Regions from separate parts of the Ovis aries genome. Here region 2 is linked to region 1. The links are chromatin contacts, called in public Hi-C maps. All regions are on one chromosome and are shown on one strand. The core of a region is the stretch at or near the end of the contact, and the rest is flanking DNA. Distances in the headings are between cores, read along the strand shown.

Region 1 (6,466 bases), core at 2,805-5,304:
TGTCCATGGGATTTCCCAGGCAAGAAAAGTGGAGTGGGTAGCCTTTTCCTTCTCCAGGGGTCTTCCCAACCCAGCGATGGAACCCGCGTCTCCTGTACTGCAGACAGATTCTTTACCGCTGAGTCACCTGGGAAGCGCTATGGCACAGACAGCTCTGCTCCACACTTTCTAATGAGCTAAATGGGAACAGAAAGTGGTCAAGAACAGGTACACAGGCGTGTGTAACTGAACCACTTTGCTTCACACCTGAAACCAACGCGTTAATCAGCTCTGCTCCAGTAGAAAGTGAAAGTTAAAAAAACAAATTTCTTCCCACTATTGGCATCACCTTTCCAGGATCTAAGTGCTCATCCTGGGCCTCTTTGGCATTTTTTTAGTGGAAAAGAGAAGACCTAGGACCCAGTCCTGACTCAGGCCCTCAACTCTGGCTCCAGCACCCTTGGGGGGAGGGACACGGGCAGTGAAGATGGTCTGGACCATTGAATGACTGGGGTCCCTCGCCCCAGATCTGAGTTCCCCGTGAGGCTCCATGAAGGTCCAGTAGGGGGCGCACCTGGCCCATCATCCAGGAGTGTTCCCTCTTCCACCGACTCACGGGAAACTGGGGGACAGAGACCTCGGAGTCCTTTGGCCTGGAAGGACAGGCGCCATCAGGGCCCTCTGTGGCCCCTGTGAACTCGGGTTTGAGATGCTGCTTCCAAGAAGGGAAATCCACTTTCCTGGGCCCAGAACGCAGGGCCTCAGCCTAGCCTCCACTTCACTGACGGGGTTCACGTCCTGGGCTGTTGCCTGGAGAATAGCTAAACCACAGGCCACGCAGAAGTGAGGCCAGACTCCCAAAACTGCACGAAGGTGAGAATGCTTGCTGTCAGCTCAGAAGAAAGCACTGGAATGGGTTTAAAATTAAAAAAAGAAAAAAATCTGCTCAGAAACCGCACATACTGAAGGGCTGAGAACTTTGGTTTTCAGAGCTGTCTCTGCAAAATGGGGATAATAATAAGCTGAAAGGTGAAGGAAATAAAAACAGGGATGAAAAGCCCTTAGCCAAGAGCCTGGCACGCGGCAGGCACCCAGCAAAGAGCAGCTGGTCCTGACTCATGGGGGCTCTGGGTGGGCTTGAGTGTCTCCGCACTGACCCCAAGCCTCCACCTCCCCCACACAGGGCAGCTGGGGGTGAGGGCTCTGGAGAGACTCTCAGCCAAAGAGCAGAACAGACACACCGGGCTAGGCTGGAGACTCTGGTCCCAGGATCAGGAGGGAGCACAGAGCTATTTTTTCAGCAAAAGATAATAGTGCCCAATGTCTCCAGGGAGTCTAGCGGCTGGAGACCAGGCTGTGGCCTTTCCTGGGGTGACTGTCCCGTTACTGCAGCAGAGGCTCCACGACCCAGGAGCCAAGGGGCAGAGCTCGGTTCCTGGGGCGGCCCGGAGCAGGAACCACGAGGCACCCACCTGCCCTCCTTCTGGCCCTGGCCACCTACAACTACATGCCAGGTCCTCCCAGTGGCCCTTGGGGCCGGGAACTACCACCTCTTTCTATCAGACAAATGAGATCAATGGAGCCCCAAGTCAGGCAGTGAGCGGGAAGGGGGCTCCATCCACCCACCACGCTGCCTTCCACAGAGGCCACGCTCACGATCCCCAGGCTCACTGAGAAACACTATCTCCAGTGGAGACACAGTCACCAAATCTGAGTCTTCAGGGGCCTCACAGAGGTCTGCTTCCCCACCTCCAGCCCCAGCCGGTGCCTCGGGCTTCACTAACGCTCAAGATCACGGCCACCCGCTCAGGGCTCCACACCAACCCCCTTGTGGTATTCTCACGACAACCCCAGGAGGAAGCTAGTACTGCCCAGTTTTACAGATGCATCGAATGGGGCCCGAGAGGTTAGGCAGAAGTTCTGTGGTGCCACCCTTCCCGAAGCCCTACAAGGTCAAGAGGATATTCTGATTTCATGTGAAGAAGCCGACACCCAAAGCACAGAACCCTGCGCCCAAATCAATGGCAGCACTAAGAACCCAGGGCTGCGTGTCCCCTGGCCTGTGTGGTCCGCACCCCAGTGGACACCCTCCCCGTGGAGGGCCCACTGAGCCCACAGGCCACACAGGTCAGTGCTGGGCCTCGGCAGGTATGACGCCCACAGTAAGAGCATTGCTTGTGGGGTGCACCTGCTGAGGGCCGGCCACAGCCTTGAGGGAGAGCGGGTGTCCCAGGGCAGGGACCCCAGTCCTGAGTTTGCAGGCTTGGAGCTGGCTCTAGGCCACCTGCTCCTGCCCATCTCAGAGTAAACTGCAGGACTTGCCATATCCCCACACAGGGGTGCCCAGCAGACTGTGACCAAGTAATGGCTGGCTTGATTGGATTCAGGAGGGAGAACAGCCCAAAGGGGGCCAAATAGTGGCCTCAGGCCACTCAGCTCTCCCAGCTCTGGGACCTTCCTATAGCCATCCTTTCCCACTCTTCCAGATCCGAGAGAGCTACAAGCAGGAAAGGGTTCCGGGCTCCTCCAGGGATGAGCTTGCTAAGTGGATGCATGGGTCACAGGCCCAGCCTCCCGGGTGCTGGGACGGGCGTCGGGAGTGTGCCTCCGGGGACCCTAGGCCTTGTCCTGTTGCCTCTGTGGCTCTCCTGCTGGACCATACGCTGCCCCAGCAAGGTTACGGTTGCCCCATCAGACTAGGAGCTCCTCGAATGCAGGGGCTTGAGACGGGGAGCCGCTGAAGACAGGCAGAATCATGTCGTAGAAAAAGCAGGACCAAACAGATGTCTACTCGAATTCTGGCTCTGTGATCTGGGGCTGGTGGCTTAACCCTCTCTGATGTGACTGTCAACTGGAGCCACAGGCCCTACCCAACCAATCTCTCAGGGTGATTGAAGAGGGGGAGCAACTGTGCTTCATCTGTCACAAAACGCCATCCAAATCCTCTGGAGTGAAGGCACAGACACTGGACTTGGAGTCCGAATGCCCCAGGCTCAAATCCCAGCCCTGCCTCCGTCACTCCCTCCACTGGAGAACAGGAAGTGATGCCCTAAGTCAGGGGGCTTGCCAGGCGGTGCAGCGACAAAGAATCCAGCTGCCAGTGAAGGAGATGCAAGAGCTGTGGGTTCGAGCCCTGAGTCAGGAAGATCCCCTGGAGTAAGAAAGAGCAACTCCCTCCAGTATTCCTGGCTGGAAAATTCACAGACAGAGGAGCTGGCGGCTTACAATCCATAAGGTCTCAAAGAGTGACTGAGCACGCACGCAGGCACACACAGACACACACGGCCTAAGTCAAAGTTTCAGACCAAATTACATGAGATAAACCATGAAGAGCCGGCGGCGTGTTCGAGCAAAGACGCTCTCATGGTGAATGGATGTTAAACACCCCTCCTCCCTGGATAGTCCTCCCTCGAGCCGGATGAGCATGCAGGCCTGTGCCAGCAGGACTCACCCTCCTCTGCCCTGCGCACCCTGTGGCCACAATCTCCCTGCCTTCCCAGCCCACCAGGGGCCTGTCTCCAGAGCAGGGCCCAGGCTTTCCCAGGCCTTCCCTGCTGCATTCAGCTTTAACAATCTGTCATTTCCAATAGACCTGGGATGTCTGAACTATTAAGCCATATTCAGGAGGAATGGAGGCCCGGAGAAGTGAATGACTTGCCTGGGGATCCACAGAACCCAGTGGCTCAAAGAATCTGCCTGTAATGCTGGAAATATGGCAGGAGCCACGGGTTCGATCCTTGGGTCTGGAAAATCCCCCGGAGAAGGAAGGGCAACCCATTCCAGTGGAAAATCTGTCCTAGAAAATCTGGACAAAAGAGCCTGACGGCTACAGTCTATAAGGGTTGCAAAAGAGTCGGACACGACTTAGGAAAGAATCGGACACAGTCGGGTATCCACAGCCCAGCAACCCCCGGCCAGAGAAGCCCGAACTCCGCCCCTTGAAGCCCCAATATTACCCTGGAAGCTCTATACCGCCCCATGGAGCCCTAACCCCGCCCCCTTGGCCCTAACCCCTCCCCTTGAAGTCATAACCCCGCCCCCTGAGGCCCTAGCTCCGCCCACGCAGCCCCAACCCCGTCCATGAAGCCCTAACCCCGCCCCATGCAGCCCTAGCCCCGCCCCGGGCCGGCCAGCCCGCAGCCGTCTCCCACTTTCCCGGTTTGACTGCAGCAGTTTCTAAAAACAGGGAGGAGGGGCCGTGCGCCGGGTGGGGCCGGGGAGGAAGTGGAAGAGGAGACCCTCGCCAGGCCCCGCCTCCCCGCTCCGTCCCCGACTCTGTCCAGAGAGAAGAGGCTTTACCCGGCTGCTGGGAGTCCAGGTTCTCGCAGGGGACGTCGTCGTAAATCACATCTTCTTCCAGGGCGGGGAAAGTAAACCGCTCGACTGCGAGAGAAGGACAGGGAGGGAGCACGAATGAGGTTGTGGCGCCCGGCGGGAGGCGGCCGCCAGACTGACATCAGGACTGCACCAGCCGGCAGCTCGCTCCGCCTGCCCGCGTCCCCGCGGCCCGGACGGGCCAGCAGCCTGCAGCCCGGCCCCTGGGGAGCCCCCGCCGGCCACTGCTCTCGGAAGACTGGGACAGCTGCCTCTTCCCGCCCCCAGGCCTCCAAGGAGCCCTCCCAGAGGCCGCGGAAGCCCCGCCTGCTTCAGCAGGCCTGCGCACCTGGCTGATGGCACCTGCAGAGAGCCTTAAGCAGACCCAGCCCCGGGCCGGCCCCGGAAGCCTCTTCAGCCGCCCAGGCCCCCAGGACTGCCCCAAAGGAGTCACCTGGTACCCAGCGGTGGGGGAGGGCAAGGCAGCCACCCTGAATACACGGGATGGCAGGGAGCAGGGGATGATGGGATTTGGAGAGTGGGGTTAAGGACAGTCCCCCAAAACTCAGCCAGTGGGGTCCTGACTGGTTAAAAAAAAATCAGCAAATGAGCATGCTACTCCCCTAACACTTTGCTGGGTAGACTATGAGCAGGGCAGAGCACACACCCTGCCCATGTTAGCAGCTCCCGAAACAGAATATTTACAGAGGTCTTGCCCCCTAAAATTGTGTGCCCAGTCTCTGCCCTCTTTAGGGACATGCAGCCCTGCAGAGACAGGCTTTGGAAAACCAGCCCCCACCCCTGCGGGGAGCCTGTCCTCACCCCGCAGGCCTTCCAGGGACAGAGGGCCAGATGGACTCTGAAGTTCCTCCCTCTGTGTTGCCTCCTGTGGTCGCAGGGCCCCCAAAGCCCTGTAGGACCCTCACCGCCCCCTCCCCACCAACACAGATTCTGCCTCCCAAGTGGCCCTCAGACCTGCCCACCTCTCTCCAGGTCCCTAGCTCCAGATGTCACCTGCCTCCCTGGGACAGCCTCCAGCCCACTACCTTCTCCCAGAGTATCAGTGATGCGGCTGAAATGCAGACGTGGCCACATGGCTGTCTCCCTGACACCTTCAGGAAGCAGGGCCTCCAAGGCCTTCCCCACGCACCCTGGGAGGACCTGGGGAGATGGCAGCCTCACCGGGCCCTGCTCACCCCCAGCCTCTCCCCTCCACCACACCATGGCTCACTGCTCCCCCGGTGCCAGGCTTCCCCTTGCCCTCGACCTGGACACTCTGGCCCTGGCGCCTGCTTCTCTGCACTCTGCCTCAGGCCTCGTGGGCTCTCTCAGCTCCCACCCTCCTCCTGGCACCTGCCCTCTGCACAGTAAGCGCCCACCCATGTGTCTGGTACTGCTATCAGAGGGACCCCCTCGTCTTGGGCACTGGGGAACACCCGCTGCCCAGATCGACCTGCAGGAGCTTGTGGGGGAGGGGGACAGATGGACAGCTGGGTGTGTGATCTACTCTGGGAACGTGGTTCCAGGGTGGCAAAAGGGGCGAGTCTCATGGGTGGGCAGTGGCCCGTCTCCCTCAGCTGCCACCAAGGCCACGTAGCGAGGACAGCCCCTCAGGGAGCGTGAGCCCACATCAGCTCCCTCGGCCTAGAGAAGGGGGCCTCTCCTGGCACCAGCCTCCTGGGGCTGAGACCTGGGGGGCAGGGTGGGGAGGGGCACTTACTGCGACGGGAACTCTTCCGCCTCCAGCTGGAGCGCTGGGCCTCGGAGAAAGCTGCGTCCATGGCGTCCCCATTGCTCACGGCGGCTGGCCTCCTGCGGGCCGAGAAACAGGGCCGTGAGCCAGGAGGGCGGGACAGCTGGCTCCTCGAAGCCTCGGGCAGCTCCTCACCAGGTGACAGGGCCACTCACCCCCAAGGCCGGGAGTCAGAAAGGCTGGGGAGGCCAGGGCTGGGTCGGACACGGACAAGCCCCTTCCCCTCCTGGCGTCCTCACCTTTAGAAGGCATTGCAAAGCTGACTGCTGCTTTACAAGAGCATAAAGGTCAAATGTATTCACGATGATAACTGACAAGGATCAGATGTGCTCCTGGCCAGGGCGCCCTGACTCTCCTCATCCAGGGCAGACCCAGGGGGAATCTCCCTGTCCCCAGTCTCCACATACAAAACGGAGGCTA
Region 2 (6,383 bases), core at 2,057-4,556, 95 kb after region 1:
GGCCTGACTTGGCAAATGTCAGCCCAACAGAGGTCCATCCATCCCAGGCTGGGGTCTGGACAGTGGCATGCAGGTGGGGGCAGTCTGCCAGGTCAGAAAGCTGGTGGCACTGCCATTTGGAGCCATCTCTTCAATTGTCTGGGCCCAGAAGGGAGGATCCAGCCCCTCTCTACTGCAGGAGACAGGCAAGGCAAGAGGCCCAGCGCAGGGAAACTGACGGGCTGCCCAGGTACAGCGGACGGGTAAGGAAAGGGGGCCACAGGAGGGCTGAGCCGCCAGGGTGCCCCCAGGTGCCATCACAGCCTACTTGGCACCCGCAGTGCCACACGGCGCTCAGCCCTCAGGCCTGTGGCACCCAAGGCAAGCCTCCCCGAGTCCTGAGAAGTTTAACGGCCGATTCCCTGAAAAGTGGCCCCTCCCGGCAACTCCACACCCCGAGGCCTCGCTCTCTCCTCTGCCTCTGAAGCCCCTGGTTCTGGACAGCCGCCACAGGCTGTGTTTCCAAAAGCTGATGCCGCAAGACTTCCCTGGCAGTCCAGTGGCTACAAGTCTGCGCTCCCAGCGTCGGGGGCCGGTGCAACCCCTGGTCAGGGAACCAGACCCTGCACACTGCAACTGAGAGCCAGGACAGCCAAAGAGAAAGAACTGACGCTGTGTCTTCAAACCTGCAAACAGGCCTCGGGATCACAGCCCAAACCTGGGAGGAAGGGACGGCGAGAAAGATGAGTGACCTCTGTTGCCAAGAGAGGTTCTCAGCTGGAGTCTCGTGACACTTAGCTCCACCCTGCAGGCAAACGTCAGCCGCTGACGAAGAGAAGCTGAGACCCTTGGGGCTGCCCCGGCCCTGCCTGGGGACGTGGAGAGCTTGGAGGGGCAGGAAGGAGAGATGAGGACGAGCAAGGCCCAGCCTCCGGAGGTGGGCAGTGCGGGGGCGGAGAGCAGACAGGAATTTCCAGGAGCCCGAGCACTCGGGCTCCCATCTGGCAGAGCCGTGACAGCAGGGAGGGCTTCCTCACCCTCCACGAACGGCGATGCCCTTCGTGGCTGGAGGATGAGCTTCTCCATGTATCGTGGGTGCCCATTCCCAGGAAGGCTGGCTGTTACTGCTTCCAGGAAAGTCCCCAGTCTTTTCCCCGGACCTCAGTGTCTCCTGTGGGCCTTAGGCCTGATGCCCACCTGCCATCCAAGATGATACCCACACAGGGGGCTGTGGGCACACGCCTGGGAGGGCAAGTCATTTTGTAAAAACAAGAGGTATTCTCAGCAACCTCCCTCAGATCCTTGGAGCCACTGGAAGGCAGTCCCAAGAGGCCTGCTCCTGGAACTCTGTGTCTAGCCACTGTGACGGCCGGCACTCAAACATCCGCACTCTCCCCGAGCCCCCAGGAGACCCGAGGGGACTCGTGACTCATGAATCTGCCTCCTTGGGCTCTTCTTGCAGGAATGCAAGAAGGCAGGAAGCTGTCAGTGACCACCCACTAAGGTGCCAGGGCTTCTGTAAACCTGTCCACCTCCTGATGACTCCCTGAGGCAGGCGCCGCTGACATCCCCATTTTCCAGATGAGAAGACTGAAGCCCGGGATAATGCCTTGCCCGGAGTCTAGACGACACCATCTGTCCCCAAGGAGCTTGCAGGGGTCTTGGGAGGGGAGCGTTCCCCTAAGAAATGCAGGTGCTCCTTGGAGTCCTGGAAACCAGAGGGTGACGGAGCCCAGCAGCCTCGGTCTCCCCTCTGGGGAAGCCCGAAGTCCAGACCAGGGGTGTGGTTTGTCCCAGCTCGTGACCCGCCAGGCTGCAAAGCCAGTGCTGGAGCCCCGCCTGGACTGCGGCCCCAGGGGGTCTGTGGAGCTGGCGCAGCTGGTGAGAAGCAGGGAAAACCAGCGACAGCCTATTTGGAGTCCGTAGGGAGAGGTGTGGACACAGCTGGGGTCCCGCCAGAGCTCCTTGCTGGGCAGTGGGGGCAGAGCGTCCAGAGAGGCGCCCTCTCCTGCCCTCCGCTAACCTGGGGACGCCAAGGGCTGCTGGGCGCCCCCTGCTGGCCACCAGGAGCATGTCCTCCAGGACCAGCACGCCCCAGAGCCCTGCCAAGGGGCTTCCCCTGCCTGAGACGCCGGGCTCCCAGTGGAGGGGCCAGGGTCCAATCCCTGTTCAGGGGATGAAGGCCTCACATACTGCAACTAAGCACTTGTGCCACAACTAGAAAAGCCTGTGCGCGGCAACTGAGATCCCGCACAGCCTAAATAAATAAATAGGGGGGAAATTTTTATTTTGTTTGGCCAAGAGGCAGTGATGGGCTGCTGGAGGTCAGCGCTAACCCGAGTCTGCGTTGCCCCATTAGGGTTCTACACTCACCGTCCCAGCTTTCCACGGCCAGGCATCGATGCCCTCCACGTGGAGCTTGTAAACATGCCCACAAGTGCTCTGACTCCCCTCGTGGAGAGACAGGGTCTGCGCCTGAATCTGGGCAGCCTTGTGCAGCCAGCAGAACGCCGCAGAAGTGATTCTGCCAGCTCAGACGAGGGCGTGTGCCTCCGTCCTGTTAGCTCCCACTCAGCCCTGAAGCCACCCCGTGAGACAGAGACCAAAGGTCTGCCACGACGTGAGGAGGCCCCAGCTGCACAACGAGGTCGGGAGTCAACAACCCCGGTCTCAGCCGGGATCAGCTGCCAGCAGACAATTCCAGCAGCCTGCTCTCGAGTCAGCCCGGGCTTCAGGCCTTTCAGCCGAGGCCCCAGACAGCACAGAGCAGAGACGGGCTCTCCCTGTTGTACCTGTCCAAGCCCCTGAGCCGGTAAGCATCACAAAACGGTTGCATTCTGCCATGAAGGTTTGGGGGCTGTGTGTGTTTGAGGGAAGATGAGTTCAGGGACGTTAAAGCCCTCTTAGTGGTTAAAAGTGAGGGTGTCGGGAGGCTTCCCTGGGGTCCCGTGGTTAAGAATCTGCCTTCTAGTGCACATGTGGGTGTGGTCCCCGGTCAGGGAACTGAGATCCCGCGTGCCTTGGAGCCCGCTAAGCCAGGACGCCACAACTACTGACCCCAACGCTCCAGAGCCCTCAAGCCCAACCGGAGAGCCCCACGCAGTGCAGCGAGGGGCCCAGCACAGTCCCCAAAACAGAGAAGAGACAGGCTGTGGGGCCAGGCCGCCGGGCCTGCAGTCCTCACCAGCTGGGCAACCTCGGAGGGGCACTTAACCTCTCTGAGCCTCTGATCCCACCTGTGTAAAATGGAGCTGATAACAGGGCTGCAGAGAGGTTTCCGTAAGAAAACGCTCATGAAGCAGTTGACACCCGCGGGCGAACAGCACGGGAGTGTGGTAACTGAGGACAGTTGTTACAAACAGCTCTGCAAAGGGGAGGAGCCTGCCTCCAGTCTGATGGGGTAAGAAAATCCTGAATCGGGCTCATCTGGAATTCCTCAGAGAGACAGTGTGTTGCAAAACCGGAAGGGGCAAGGGGAATGAAAGTGCGCCAACAGGCGCTTTCTGGGCTTCTGATGCGACTGGTGGGAGCCCAGGGACAGCCTTGCCTGGCCAGCCTTGTGTAGGGAAGCCTGGTCTGGCCCTTGCCTAACCTCTGGGCATTCTTTCAAATGCGCCTTGGTCAACCTCTGGGGACTCTGAAAAGGGGCGACACAGTCTGCTAGAAAGACAGTGAGCTTCAGAGCCCTGGGTCTGGACTCAGGCTCCGCCACCAGCCTGGAGTCCCAGGCCGGCCGTGTGGCTCCTGGAGCCGCGTGCTCCACTGTGCAAGTGAGGGCCTGATGACACGCGTTCGGCCTCTCACAGTGCCTGGCGAGAAGCGGGCTCTCAGTAAGCAGAGCTGCTATTAGCACCGTTTCTCTTATTGTTTTCACTTTTCCACTCCCTGGCCTTGAAGAGCAGGAAACAATAGCCACCATTGACGACCTTGGTTCAGCCAATATTTCCGGCTCTCTCCTGCTAAGAAGGATCACTTCCTGACCCCTGGGTAGGTGGGGCCCCTGAGCTGTGAGCGCCCCGCGCGTCACTTCCGGGCTGAGCGCTCCGTCACCAGCTGAGACTCTGAGTCCCGGCACCGTGCCCGGCTCAGCACCACTCAGAACGGGGACCTCAGCAGCCCAGGTCTCTGCACGGCAAGATGCGCCAAGGCCCAGCCCATGGGCCATCAACAAGTAGTGAAAAGCCGAGCTTTCTTGTTTTCGGTTGCTAGGATTTGGAGGTGGCTTGTTTTGTCGTTGTTTTTTGGCCATGCTGCACAGCGTGTGGAATCCTGGTTCCCCAACCGGAAATCGAGCCTGTGTCCCCTGCTTTGGAGGAGCAGAGTCTTAACCACTGGACCGCCAGGGAAGCAGGGCTCCTGCACCAAGCCTGATCTCAGCTAGACTCGACTCGCTCCTGCACCAAGCTTGATCTCAGCTAGACTCGACTTGCTCCTGCATCTGCCGTCTTCTGGTCTAGGGCAGCCTGTCTCAGGCCGCTCTCCACGGCCCCGGCCTCCAGCGCACGCTGGTCTCAGGTGGAGATTACAGAGGTCCAAGAGAGAGGACATGCAGGAGCAAGACCCTGAGACCCTGGCTCGGCAGCCACGTGCCCTCACTCTGCATAGGTTAAGACAAGGAGTGTAAACTTGATCCACACCAACAGGGAATCAAAGCATGGCGGCCCTCTTGGGCCAGGATTTGAATGCAGGCCTGGTACTTCAACATTATGCCAACCTGTCTCTAAACTGAGTGAAACTGAATGTTTCTCAGCCATGTCTGACTCTTCGCAGCCTACCGGGCTCCTCTGTCCACGGAATTCTCCCAGCAAGAATACTGGAGTGGGTTGCCATTCCCTTCTCCAGGGGATCTTCCTGTCCCAGGGATCGAATCCAGGTCTCCTGCGTTGCAGGCGGATTCTTCACCCTCTGAGCCACAGGGAAGCCCGTCTTGTCTCTAACCTCGGCTCAAGTCAAGTGCTGAACTCCTGCCTCCTCCCTTTCCAGCTCAGGCCCTCGAACGGTACTCTAAGGATCTCACCCCTCCTAAGAGGCTCAGCGGCACAGCTCAATCACATCTATTTGCCTGGCCACCCATGCGTTCATTAGATTTCTACCGCGCCTCTCTTCTATCAAGCTCAGGGCCATCCTGGGAATGAAATTCACAGCACAAACAGCTGGGGCACACTCAAGACGTTGCAGAAATAGAAAGCAAGTCAGAGGGGGGACCAAAGCCAAAGGCTTGAGGGGAACCAGTTCCCAAGAGGCCAGGGGTGGGCATTTATGGATCATTACCAGCTACAGAGCTTTCCTCCCAGGAGTCAGTGGTCGGCCGCTGCTGTGGCCCAGAGGGACAACCCTGGGGCCAGGTTTCACCAGAGGGGTCTGCCCGGTGGACGGCGCCCATGGGTGCTGAGCACTGAAATGAGCAGCACAGGCAGAATGGGGCTGCATCCAGGGCTGGACAAGTCCCGGGAGGCCCTGGGCCCGGGCCCCGGGCCCTCTCCCCCACCCCCGGGGAGGCAATGTGCCCAGGCCCCGGGCCCTCTCCCCCATCCCCGGGGAGGCACTGGGCCCTCTCCCCCACCCCCAGGGAGGCACTGTGCCCGGGCCACGGGCCCTCTCCCCCACCCCTAGGGAGGCACTGCGCCCGGGCCCCAGGCCCTCTTCCACACCCCCGGGGAGGCACTGTGCCCTCTCCCCCATCCCTGGGGAGGCACTGCGCCCGGGCCCCGGGCCCTCTCCCCCACCCCCGGGGAGGCACTGCGCCCGGGCCCCAGGCCCTCTTCCACACCCCCGGGGAGGCACTGCGCCCGGGCCTCGGGCCCTCTCCCACACCCCCGGGGAGGCACTGTGCCCTCTCCCCCATCCCCGGGGAGGCACTGGGTCCTCTCCCTCATCCCTGGGGAGGCACTGCACCCGGGCCTCGGGCCCTCTCCCCCATCCCGGGGTCAGCTGGTTCTGCACATGTGGATCTTCAGCAAGTCACTCCGCCTCCTGGAGCCTCAGTCTTCTCATCCATAAACCGGGACGATGATGTTGCGATGAGGATTCAGGGAAATCCTGTAAACAAAGGGCAGTGGACACCGCTGGAGGTCCAGGCGCTGGCCTGGGGAACATGACCTCGTCCTCTTTAACTGAAGATTGCACAGGAGGCCATGTGGCTTCTAACATAATAACAACACCGAGAGCAGAGCAGACACACACAGCACATGCGTGCCATTCTCAGTCCCCCAGCCTCGCTGTGAGGAAACAGACCCAGAGCCACACAGCTCACTGGCGCCAGGGTGCAAAGCCAGGTCAGCTGCTCTAGACTGGGCTTTCCCCCACATCTGGACAAGGATGTCGCTCCGCAGCCTGCCCTGAAAGGAAGAGAGAAGACAGGACGTATCGTCCCCACTGTGTAGATGGAGAGAGAGAGAGTGGAG

The links. Hi-C and Micro-C count contacts between places; a contact is called where the count stands out from the background.
Region 2: a contact with region 1 is called in a Hi-C map of tail adipose tissue, with 6 times the contacts expected there. The contact joins two enhancer-like sites. A contact is called at or near these places in 12 of 16 Hi-C or Micro-C datasets (blood, hypothalamus, liver and 6 more).

Annotation. Positions count from the first base shown.
Region 1 is chr2:248,732,882-248,739,347 of ARS-UI_Ramb_v3.0, forward strand. ARHGEF10L (Rho guanine nucleotide exchange factor 10 like) reads right to left here. Exons shown (of 29, transcript XM_042244756.1): 5 at 6,014-6,105; 6 at 4,279-4,362. Among named protein-coding and RNA genes, the nearest start is that of ARHGEF10L, 83 kb to the right of the region's middle. Within about 2 kb of position 4,055, at least 37 of the 54 cell types and tissues checked have an H3K27ac peak or open chromatin away from gene starts, as enhancers often do. A contact at or near this core is called in tail adipose tissue, where this site is marked.
Region 2 is chr2:248,828,760-248,835,142 of ARS-UI_Ramb_v3.0, forward strand. LOC121818794 (a long non-coding RNA gene) reads right to left here. Exons shown (of 7, transcript XR_009599691.1): 7 at 1-6,018. Among named protein-coding and RNA genes, the nearest start is that of ARHGEF10L, 13 kb to the left of the region's middle. Within about 2 kb of position 3,307, at least 5 of the 54 cell types and tissues checked have an H3K27ac peak or open chromatin away from gene starts, as enhancers often do. A contact at or near this core is called in tail adipose tissue, where this site is marked.